3 separate regions of the Mus musculus genome follow, and all the other regions are linked to region 1. A link is a contact called in public Hi-C and promoter capture Hi-C data. All regions are on one chromosome and are shown on one strand. The core of a region is the stretch at or near the end of the contact, and the rest is flanking DNA. Distances in the headings are between cores, read along the strand shown. Region 1 holds the start of Lysmd1 (LysM, putative peptidoglycan-binding, domain containing 1). Region 2 holds the start of Slc27a3 (solute carrier family 27 (fatty acid transporter), member 3). Region 3 holds the start of Npr1 (natriuretic peptide receptor 1).

Evidence for each region. Promoter capture Hi-C pulls out the DNA fragments that hold promoters and counts their contacts. A called contact is a pair of places that touch in the nucleus more often than the background predicts.
Region 2: a contact with region 1 is called in a promoter capture Hi-C map of cranial neural crest. The contact joins the promoter of Slc27a3 here to the promoter of Lysmd1 in region 1. A contact is called at or near these places in 3 of 39 promoter capture datasets (cranial neural crest, frontonasal cranial neural crest and second pharyngeal arch cranial neural crest) and 1 of 484 Hi-C or Micro-C datasets (B cells).
Region 3: a contact with region 1 is called in a Hi-C map of B cells, with 5 read pairs. The contact joins the promoter of Npr1 here to the promoter of Lysmd1 in region 1.

Annotation. Positions count from the first base shown.
Region 1 is chr3:95,132,479-95,136,067 of GRCm38.p6, forward strand. It overlaps Lysmd1 (LysM, putative peptidoglycan-binding, domain containing 1), which reads left to right and starts at 1,610. Exons shown (of 3, transcript NM_153121.2): 1 at 1,610-2,518. The coding sequence starts at 2,339. Scnm1 (sodium channel modifier 1) reads right to left here and starts at 1,534. Exons shown (of 7, transcript NM_027013.2): 1 at 1,367-1,534; 2 at 1,080-1,150; 3 at 722-810; 4 at 539-633; 5 at 347-435. The coding sequence starts at 1,417.
Region 2 is chr3:90,387,948-90,391,536 of GRCm38.p6, forward strand. Slc27a3 (solute carrier family 27 (fatty acid transporter), member 3) reads right to left here and starts at 1,991. Exons shown (of 10, transcript NM_011988.3): 1 at 1,225-1,991; 2 at 743-952; 3 at 381-539. The coding sequence starts at 1,843. It overlaps Ints3 (integrator complex subunit 3), which reads right to left. Exons shown (of 30, transcript NM_145540.3): 30 at 3,433-3,589.
Region 3 is chr3:90,464,196-90,467,784 of GRCm38.p6, forward strand. Npr1 (natriuretic peptide receptor 1) reads right to left here and starts at 1,671. Exons shown (of 22, transcript NM_008727.5): 1 at 600-1,671. The coding sequence starts at 1,308.

The sequences.
Region 1 (3,589 bases), core at 360-2,859:
AAACAAAAAACCCAAAAAACAAAAAACCTGAAAAAATGATGGTTTACGATTTCTTTTATATATATGAGTACACTGTAGCTGTCTTCAGACACCCCAGAAGAGGGCGCCAGATCTCATTATGGATGGTTGTGAACCATCATGTGGTTGCTGGGAATTGAACTCAGGACCTCTGGAAGAGCAGTCAGTGCTCTTAACTGCTGAGCCATCTGTCCAGCCCCTACCATCATTTAAAAAAAATATTTCCACAAGATTATTATTTCTCAGAATACAATCTGGAGAGCAATAACTTTAAAGTCATCTATTTCCTTCTACCCTTTTCCACTCCTGGCTTTCCCATTCCACGGACCTGTGCTTCCTCCGGCAGCAACTGTTATAGTGGGGAGCTCTGTGTAGAGCATTCTGGGTGATGATTCGAGTCTGGGTTAGCAAAGGAGCCTGGTGATGAAGAGACAGAGTTAGAGCTGTTAGGAGCAAACGTTCCCTCAAGCCTGTTGTGTGAAGTATAGCCCTGTCTAAACCACACCTGATGCCCTCTCACCTCAGTTTTGCTTTCTGTCTTCAATTCGTTCTGCTGTCTTGGATTTTGCTCTGTTCCCTTGCCTGTTTGCTTTTTGCCATAGAAAAGCTTCAGACCTGAGAACAAAAGCAAGGAGGAATGAAAAGCACAATGCCTGGTGGCTTGCTCTCCATCTCCCGCCCTCCCCACTTCTCTGATACTTACTGGACAAATGCTTCTTGCCTGCACGGTGGGCTGTCAACATGGCCAGCGTGTCTAGTACTGGTCGATGGGGGCAGATGGCACAAGCAAAGCTAGGGAAACGAGAAGTGAATGATGTGTGTGGTGTGTGGTGTGTATGTTGTGTGTTCGAGAGCCTGCAGTCGGGGTGTTCTTGCTATGGTGAGTAGGTCCTACTTCTGTCAGAGTACTCCACCACCAACTCCCAGGTTTCCCGATCTCCACCCCTTACACTTCACTTCCAGCCAAAGAGTCCTATTATACTCCTGAACTCCTTAGTGACAAAAGTTTGTTGAGCCTTTGATCCCCGAATCCCCAGGCTTGATCCACTCTTCGCTCTCACCGTCCATCCCGCAGCATCAGTGCCTCGTCCTCAGGGATGTAACTAGCCAGCAGGTCCCCAACTCTCCGTTTCTGCAGGGAGCAGGATAGGAGAAATGAGTAAGAGGGACGGATGGAAATGAAATAGTATGGATAAGGAGTCAAATGGCACACGGGGCTATGCAGATCATAGGGTAGTAGGGGTCACCACTCAGTTCTGGTCCCCTAAGCCCTCCCCTAGATGTCGCCAGAGCAACAAAACAAAACAACAGGGCGGCTGAAGGTGATCAGACTCTCACTAAGGCTTACTTTGAGCACATTGAGTTGACTCCAGTCGTCCCCTTCCCTCTTAAAAGACATAGCGACTGTGAGACTACGATAAATTCCCCTACGCCTACTTCGCTGCTCCTTTAGGCCACCGTAGAAAGAGTACACTATCGCCTTCTCTGCTTCCGGTTTCTTTCTTGTTGAATCTGTACTTCCGGGGATGATGTTCCACGCTTGCGTCGCGCGAACCGGAAGACCCGCCTCCAGCGCCCTGAGGGGGCCTGCATTTCCTACAATACTTTGAGACGCTGTGCCTTTTGGGAAATGAAGTCTTTTGGTTATTTATTTTATTTTTTTATTTTTTTGAAGAGCACACTGCTCACCTGGACACAGGACCTCACATCTCGAAGGATCCAGGTGTTCGGAGACTCAAGATCCTGTATGTGGAGCCGGAATTTCAGGGTGGGACCTTCCTGATGTGGAGCGAGGCGTCAGGGATCTCAGTGGACTATATACTACAAACTCTTGCTGTCCTCAGGCTCGTACTCCTCAGCCACAACCTACCTGGGGTGGGCCTTATTTGGAACAGAGAGGATGTGGGAGCACCCGGCATCCCGACTGTTGGATGTGGGGATACACTGAGGGAAGAGTGTTGATGAGGGTGTCTAGGGTTCAAAGGTCAGAGATCAGGCTTGCGAGGAGTTGGGGAGGGGGCGTCGAAAGTCAACCGGGTCAGCGACTGACAGCTCAGGGAAGATACTTATGGGTAAGGAGCTCGTGGAAAGAGAAATGTAACCGGCCTGGCAGACTTCTTAAGAGACGGACAGTAACTCCAGGCACGGCAAGAAGCAGCAAGAGGAGGACGACGAATGTAGTCTCTCGAGAGTCGGGAGACTGTAGAGAGACGAGAGAAGAGAAAACGAATTATCTGAATATCCATTCCTTGGGTTCGGCCGTCACTGTTACTTAGCTGGGCTTCCCTCAGTTGTGACCCTAGGTCTTGACAGTGAGGAGATGGCTTCTCCCTCTAGACAGCCTCCCCTCGGGGGGTCAGGGCTGCTGCATGGGAGCCGTGCTCGTTCTTATGGAAGCCTGGTACAATCATCCTGCTCCCCAGTGAGGGAAAGACGCCTGGAGCATCAATTGGAGCCTGGAGACACCCTGGCTGGATTAGCACTCAAATACGGGGTAACGGTGAGTCTTCCAGAATTGAGATAGTCCCGAGAAAGTGGGTGGCCCGCTAAGATGCCCCCTCTCACATTATTTAAATTCTATTATGGTCTGTTTTTTTTCTTCCTTATTTTGCTTTCACATCTCAGCAGAGCACTGTTGGGACAGATCTGCCCAACTATCCCAGTGGGAGGAGCAACTCCTGTAGATGGTGAGGGAGGTGGGTGAGTGGGGGCGGGGCTTACAGCCATTAACTGGACTTGTGTCCCTATCAACTTAAGACTGATAAACCAGTTTGATCAAGGTCGAATCACTTAAGTGTCAGAGTAAGGTTTCTGTCTGACTCTAAAGCCGGTACTATTAGCCATGCGGGGGTGGGGTAGGGGTGGGGGTGGGGATGTAGAGACTGGTAAGGAAGAGCTGACTTTTACTAGCACTCTGAAGGTGCCCATTTGTAGTTCTTATTTCCACCCCAAGGCTCTGTTTTCTTTGTGCAGAGGCACAAAACAAGTCCCCTCTACATACTTCAAGTGTTTCAGGTCATCTTTAGGAGAGGTTTGATGGGCATAAAAAATATCTTGCATTAAAGTTGCAGCCTTCCTGTCTATATCCTGTTTTACCACATACAAACAAATGTTGGGTTTAGATAAATTCCTGTGCCACTCTACTTAAAGCATAAGGTAAGCCTTTCTGGAGACACAGCATACGTTTGTCGATGTGCTCATGGAATTTAAATTCTCATGAGGAGCAGAGAAGAAACAAGAAATGCTGTAAGGAATATCCACAAGGGGTCGGAGATCCAGAACTATTGAGTCTTGCTCGGAAGTGGGAGTGGATAGTATTTGATGTGGGGTTTTGTGTGTGTGTGTGTGTGGGGGGTGGATTTTCTAGACAGTGTGGCCTGGAACTTCCGGTGTTCTTGCATCATGACTGCTGAGATTAGGAGTGTGACAACCACACTCTGAGGTGCAGGCTTAGGAGTACCGTCACCACGGGCCTTGAAGACCTAGAAACTTTCCCCTCTGTTCCCACCTACAAATCTGTTCAACCCAGTTGTTTGTATCCTTGTCTTCCAGCAGCCCACAAGCTTTTTAA
Region 2 (3,589 bases), core at 741-3,240, 4.7 Mb before region 1:
TGCAGCCTCCACAGTGGCTCGCCCTGAGGCTCTGAACTGTGTGACATTTCCTACTGTACAGGAGGGAATGCCTCACTCTACCTAGGATTCAGGACAACTCCCTGGCAAGGCTGGCATAGATTCAGCACTTCAGCACTTGCTAGAGCAGTGGCTCAGTGGCTCTCAACCTGTGGGTTGCAACTCTCTTGACTCCCATATCATATGCCTACATAACAGTAGTAAAATTGCAGTTACAAAGCAGCAACGGAGTAATTTGTGGTTTGGGGGTCACCACACCCTGAGGAACTGTGACATAGGGTTGCAGTATTAGGAAGGCTGAGAACCACTGTGCTAGAGGGAATATGTGAGAAACTGAATAATGCCCAAGGAGAGAGACTAACCAATGCCCAAGCAGCCCACAATGCCCAGAAGGGAGCCAGACATGTGGTACAGTGGGAGTGCGAGGTAGATCACGTCCTCCTGGTGGACTCCACACAGATGGTAGAATCCCTGGCACTGTAGAACCTTCAGATGACTGATTCGAGCAGCCTTGGGCAGGCCTGAAGGGTGGCAAGAGGGGCACAGTCAGGAAAAGGGTCTGAGCTGTGTCCTGGAAAAATAGGTATTTTGGGGACTGGAAGGAGAGAAGCTGTGCCTGGGATGGTGTCCAGGGTGATCTGAAAGTGACAAGCGTCCCAGTCCTCTCCCCAGACCTTGCCACCCTCTGCCTCAGTGTCTGAGAAGTATTGTATCCAGTCCTCACCAGTAGTGCCAGAGGTGAAGATGTACAGGCAGGTGTCCATTATGTTCTGGGGGGCAGAGAGGTACCCCGGCACTGGCTCATCCACTTGGTCTGCTGCTTCCGATAGCAAATTGCTGATTCCAGCTACATTAGTTTCAGGGCCCGTCGCCCATAGGTGGAGCCCCATGGCTCTCAAGGCCGGCAGGTCCGGCTCCAGGGACTCCAGGAACTCTACAAGGGTAGGCAAACCCAGCTTCGAGGTTCTCCAGCTACTCTAAAGCCTTCCATCACCTGGTTGGTTTGCTCTGTCCTTGTGCAATGCTCTAGGGTGAGGGTGGCAATGTGGGGATCCCACGTCTTGCCTGGGACCTGTAATCCGACGGCTTAAGAATTCTTTGGGTCTAGCACATCCCTCCCCAAACCCAGGCCTCTTTCTTATTCCCACTCACTTCTGCACCTCGGGTCTAGGGAGCAGGCGCGCCCTCTCTGGCTCGCAGCCTTACCTGTGGCCAGCACGAGCGCACTCGCACCGCAGCTGCGGAGGCAGTGCAGCAGGGGTCCTCGGCGTAAAGCGGTGGGCACAAAGGCCGTGCGCAGGCCAGCTTTGGCCAGTCCGAACCAAATCCAAAGGAAATCCGGGCCCGCTGGGAGGAGCAGCGCCACGGTCGCCCCGGGTGCCAGAGGGGGCGCGGTCGTCCCTCTAGCAGCCGCATCTCCAGCCGGAGGCGCCACGCGTGCGCCTTCCTCAGTGCTGCCCCTGCCCGAGCCTCGGCGGCCCCCGGTCCAGCCCCGTGCGCGCAGAAAGGCGCGAGCAATCCGGTTGCTCTCGCGCTCAGCCTCCGCGTAGCTAAAGCGCTGCGCGCCGTGGATGAGGAAGGTGTGTGTCGGCTGCTCCCGGGCCAGGTACGCGAGACGCCAGGCCAGACTGCACCCGCTCTCAGAGCTTTCGGGGTCGGCGGCCGCTGCGGCCAGCGCGCGTGCTCGAAGGGCCCTTTTGCAGCGGAGGGCGCGAACTGTGAAGGCCAGGTCGGCCGGCAGCCAGCGCAGCTGAGGCCAGACGTCTAGCTTCAGCAGCAGAGGCAGGAGCAAGAGTAAGGGCAGCAGCAGCAGGAGGGCCGCCATGGTGCCCTTTTCCTCTAGTCCGTCCCAGCAGCTCACACACACTCCAGGTGGTCCTTCCTGAAACACTAAGCCAGCTTTGGTCCGGCTCGGACAACCTTTCTTCCCGGGAACGTGGCGCGCGTGCGCTGGCACCCGCCCTTCCCACCCAGCTTCTGCGGTGTGGCGCGGGAGCCAGGAGTGCGAGAGTCGGGGGCGGCCCGGCCCTCCCCACAACCCAGGCCCCGCCCTAGGCGCACACGCTCCGGAATTTGACCGCTGGTGGCCAGCAGCCTGTCGGGTCCAAAGAGGTGCCTACCCTCCAACCCCACAGCTGTGCATTTTCATGGCCACCTAAGCTATTGGCTGGCTTATAGTCCTGGTCCTGGAGCCATTCAATCCTTTGATTGTTCTTTGTCACCCATGATGGGATGGTACCACTGCTCTCTTCCTAAGGCGACTGAAGAATCTGGCCCCTGGCCAGGTCGGGTCTGCAAGTCTGGGCAAAACAGCTGCCTCCAGCTACCAGCAGCAATAGCAACCCCCCAGGGAATGGGTGGGGGAGCCTGAGAATTAAGTTACGGGAAAGGTGGAGGCCAATCTGCCAGACTTGTGAAGGGAAGCCCTTCATTTTAGGCAAGGATACAATAATTGGGACCAGGCAGCAAATGTTTCCCATCCTGGTTTTAATCGGTGCAGTGGAAACTGGGGATGGGAAGAGGAAGAAAAAAGAGGCCTCTTGGTGGTTTAGAGTTTCAAAAGTAGTGGCTTTAAAAGAGCATGGATTCTCAGAAGAGGAAAATGTCCAGGCTGAATCAATGGAGTGTGTGCACTAAACCTAGCCTTTACCTCTCCTCAGCAAGGCATCGAATGTCCCTGGACAGGGAAGCTGAAAGCATGATCTGGGACTATCCTCTGCTGCTATATGGGGACAGTAAGCAGTCAGACTGGAAGAGCGTCTCCTGCCCTGGCATTTGAGCTTTCATCCTCTCTCCTTCAAAACTCAACGTAGAGCACCCTTCCCTGCCTAAACCCCTGGGAACAGTGCACTTACTAAAGTGAGGGGCGAATGCTGGCTTTGGAGGATATGGAGGTCTTAGGTGTGTGGATTATGTGCACGCTTGAGTGCACTTGTGTATTCATGGGGTGGAGGCCCAAGGTACAAGTCAGGAATCCTAGATCACTCTCCACCTCATTCGTCAAGGTAGGCTCTCTCAGCTGAACCCTGAGCTCACTGATAGCTAGCCAGCCATCTGACTCCAGGGACCCAGTCTCTGCCTTCTGAGCTCTGGGATCATAGGCAAGCCACCATAGAACTCTGGTCCTCATTCGTGTGTGGCAAGTTTTTTATCTACTAAGTAACCCCTCCCCTCCCCTTCCCACCCCACCCCACCTCCTAAAGATGAAGTTCCCGAGAAGCAATGGGCAAGGCCAGCCAGCCTGCAGGGAGATGGTGCCAGCATCAGCTTCTAAGTGGAAAGGTTAGATGTCTGACTCACTCTAGTGGGAAGGATCTCAGATCAAAGCCAAGTCCCTCCTGGAGACATTGTGTAGTGGGGAGAGGGGTACAAGTTAAACAGAGGCGCCTATATACACAGGACGAACAGAGATGTCAACTCAGGCACAAAAGATGTTCTGGCTTGTTTCATTATCACTTAAAAACAATTTAAAACTCGATTATCTTTGCCAAAAGAAAAAGCAAAAACAGAACCACAGAAAATCAGGCCATCTGACAGTTCTGAGGAACTTGCCTCCAGGACTCCCCTGGGC
Region 3 (3,589 bases), core at 421-2,920, 4.7 Mb before region 1:
CTCAGTCTTGGGCCTTGTCAAGAGAATGTGAAAGGTGGGAGAAGGAGGTATGAGGGATAGGAAGAGAGAGGAATGGGAGGAAGAAAGAGAAGGTGGGGCAAGGTGTGTGTGTGTGTGTGTGTGTGTGTGTGTGTGTGTGTATGTGTGTCTGTACATCTGTGTGAGTGTGTGTGTGTGTGTGTGTGGGGGGAGACGAGGACCAAGACTGCAGGAAGAATCAGAGAATAACCAGCCAGAGAAGGGACATGAGAGCTCGAGAGCTCATGTGGGAGCAATAGAAGTAACTGGAGGAAGAACGTGGTAAGTTAGAGGGAAAACAGCACGGAGAAGAGCCAGGAAGCTGAGGGCGCAGTAGAACTAGGCCCTTCAGCGCTTAAGTCAAGAAAGTCCGCAGCAGGAAGGTCACGGGAGACAGGAGGGGAGGGGGAGAGGGAAGGAATGCAAACCCGGCGCAGAGAGAAAGAACTAGAAACTCTGAGGTAGGAGTTGGGCAAGACTCTAAGAGGAGGAAGCCTGGCCCCCAGAGGCGGAATGCCAGGCTGTGGACTGGCCGGAGATCAGGCCGCGCGAGCCAGCCGTCTGGTGGGTGCCAGCCTCACCTCTGCCCTTGCGCTGCACGGTCCGCAGTAGCTTGGTGTAGTGGTCCGGGTCGCCCTCGACGAACTCCTGGTGATTTACTGTGATGTTGAGTCGCTCACGCACCCGCATGTACAGCCCCTCCACTATGAAGAAGCACGGCCGGTCGTCGCCCAGCCGATCTGCATAGAGCACAAGCGCCTGGTGCTCCCAGCCCAGCCGTCGATGCAGCGCCGTCACGAAGTCGCCCAGCTTGACATGGCTGGGTCCTGTGCGGGTGGTTAACGCGTACTCATCCTTCACCCCGATGCCCAGAGCCGGGGCGCCAGCCGTCAGCAGCGGCACCCGCCAGTGCGCGGTGAAGCGTCCCACCGGGGCAGCAGAGTATACGCAGCCGGGGCCCAGGAACACCGCGGGGCTGTGCTCCCACTTGAGATCCACCGCGGCCAGCGGTGCAGCGGTGTCGGAGCAGACGCCCGCCGCGTTCTCGCTGCTGCCCAGCACCATACGGACCGTCCAACCCGGCAGCAAGTCCGGCCGAGCCTTCACCCTCCCGAGAGCCAGTTCCACCGCCGGCCCTACACGCGCCCAAGACCACGGGTACGAGGTGTTGGTCAGCGGCAGCACCACGGCCACGGTCAGGTCGCTCGCGTGGCCGCTTCGGAGCAGCAGCAGCGGCGGTAGCAGCAGCAGCGCCCTTAGGCGCGGACGGACGCGTCGGGAACCCGGCATGGCCTCAGCGAGCGCAGCGACGGAGCAGCGCTGTCACCATGGTCTGATCGCCGTCCTCGGGCTCAGAGGCGAGGGTCGGGAGTCAAGAGCGCCCGAGCCGTAGCGAGGGAGGGGGCTGGGTTGAAGCCGCAGCGGCGAGAGCAAGCTGCCTGCCGAGGCTGCGACTGTCCCGCCGTCGAGCAGGAGCGCGGAATTGGGAGCGTCCGAGAGCGGAGGGTGCTTTAGAGCAGGTGAGAGCGAGCGCAGCACCCGAAGGGAGTCCGTGGAGAGCGAGAGAACGAGAGGGCGATCTAAGAAGAGCGAGGGGAGCGGGTGCGCCAGCGAGGAAAGGGGAGTGTGCGCTCGCGCTTGCCCCAGGAGTATGCCAGAAGGGGCGTCCGGCTGGCCCAAGTCTCCGGCCGTTCCGGAGGCGGGCGGGGGCGGGGTGGGGGGGGGGTGGGGGGGACGGGACCACAAGGTCCCGAGCCAGGCAGCGAATCCTCCCCTCCCAGATTCGGCGACAAGAGAGCCGGGGGAGCCAATCCCGGTCCTTTAACTCCTTCCTCCCAGCCCTGACTATGGCTGGTTCCCACCCTCGCGTGCGCCAGTTATTGCTGACCCTCTTCCCGCCGCGCTGTCCCTGCGCAAGGTTTCCCTCCCTTGGCAGCACCCGCGGGCGGGGCGCCTAGGCCGCGGGGGAACCAGGACTGAGGAAGGGTGTGAGGAAGCTGCCCCCCCTCGCCCCCTCCTATACCCCCCTTTTCTACCTGGCTCCTAGGGAAGAGGAAAGTAGAGGTTTGTTTGGATCTTGGCCGGGAAAGGTGTGTGTGGCTATAGGAGTTTGGGAGGGTTTCTGGAAAAGGCAATCAAGTAGAGGCGAGCCAGAGTCCGGGTTACCCAGTCCATCAATGAGTACCTCCCCTTTCTTCTTCGCCGCCTCCCAGATCCCGCAGATTAACAGAGCAAGATGACCAGGTGGGAGGGTGGAGTTAACTCTTTAGTTCCCCAAATAATGATGGAAACTGGGGAGAGAGAGTGGGTGGCTAGAGAAGAGATGTAACCTCGTGTGAGTGTTTTGTGTGGAAGATCATTAAAATAGGACTGTGAAGTTCTGGTTGGAAATGACCACGGGAAGAATAAATGAAGGAGCGAGTCTTTGGGACGGAACGCCATGGGATTAGTCTGCCCTCTAATGGTTATCCGCATTCATTAACCGTATTGCGCCATCAACTTCGCCAGCCTTGAGCCCGAACAGGATCTTAAGGTCAGCAAACATTTCAAGAGGACCAGCTGTGTCAAGTGCCAGTTAAATGCTGACGGCATAACGATGAAATATATAATATTATTATATATGTTTTGAGGACAAATAACCATAACACAATATACTTTAAGCACTGGAAAAAGAGACAGGGATATGCCCAGAGACCGAGATGAGAGCTATTAATTCTACCTGGATTGGAGCCAGGAAAACTTCCAAAGAGAGAAAAACTCACCGAGGGTCAAAGGATAAAAAAGGGTACTTGGGGCTGGAGATATAGTTCAATAGTTAAGAACGTTTATTGCCCTTCCAGAGAACCAGAGTTCCGTTCCCAGCACCTACATCAAGTGGCTCATAACCATTATTCCAGCATTCCAGCTCCAGGGGAACCTCTGGGGATCTCTCTCTCTCTCTCTCTCTCTCTCTCTCACACACACACACACACACACACATACATCTGGCATACAAACACATATGTATGATTTAAAATAAATCTAGTTAAGAAAGGAAAGAAAAAGGTATTATGTGGAGAAAGCAAACTGTTGAAGTCTATTTTCTATACATGAAGAGTTAGGATTTTTTATGGAGGCAGACTTGCAGTCTCTTTGTTTTATTTAATTATCTTTGTCCATACTAATTTTTATTTATTTATTTATTTATTTATTTTATTTATTTATTTATTTTTGGTTTTTCGAGACAGGGTTTCTCTGTGTAGCCCTGGCTGTCCTGGAACTCACTCTGTAGACCAGGCTGGCCTCGAACTCAGAAATCTGCCTGCCTCTGCCTCCTGAGTGCTGGGATCAAAGGCGAGCGCCACCACTGTTTGGCCTTAAGTAGTTTTTCTTACATATTAAGACTCTGTGAGTATATCCATCTAAATGGAAAGCCAGAGGCATAGGGTCCCCTGGAGCTGGAGTCCCAGGCCGTTGTCAGCCATGCTCCCAGGTGCTGGGAACAGAACTGAAGCCTGCAGAGGTGAGTCCTCCTGACTACTGGGCCCTTCTCTAAGCCCCTGATTTAAAAAAAAGAAAATTTGTGTGTGTG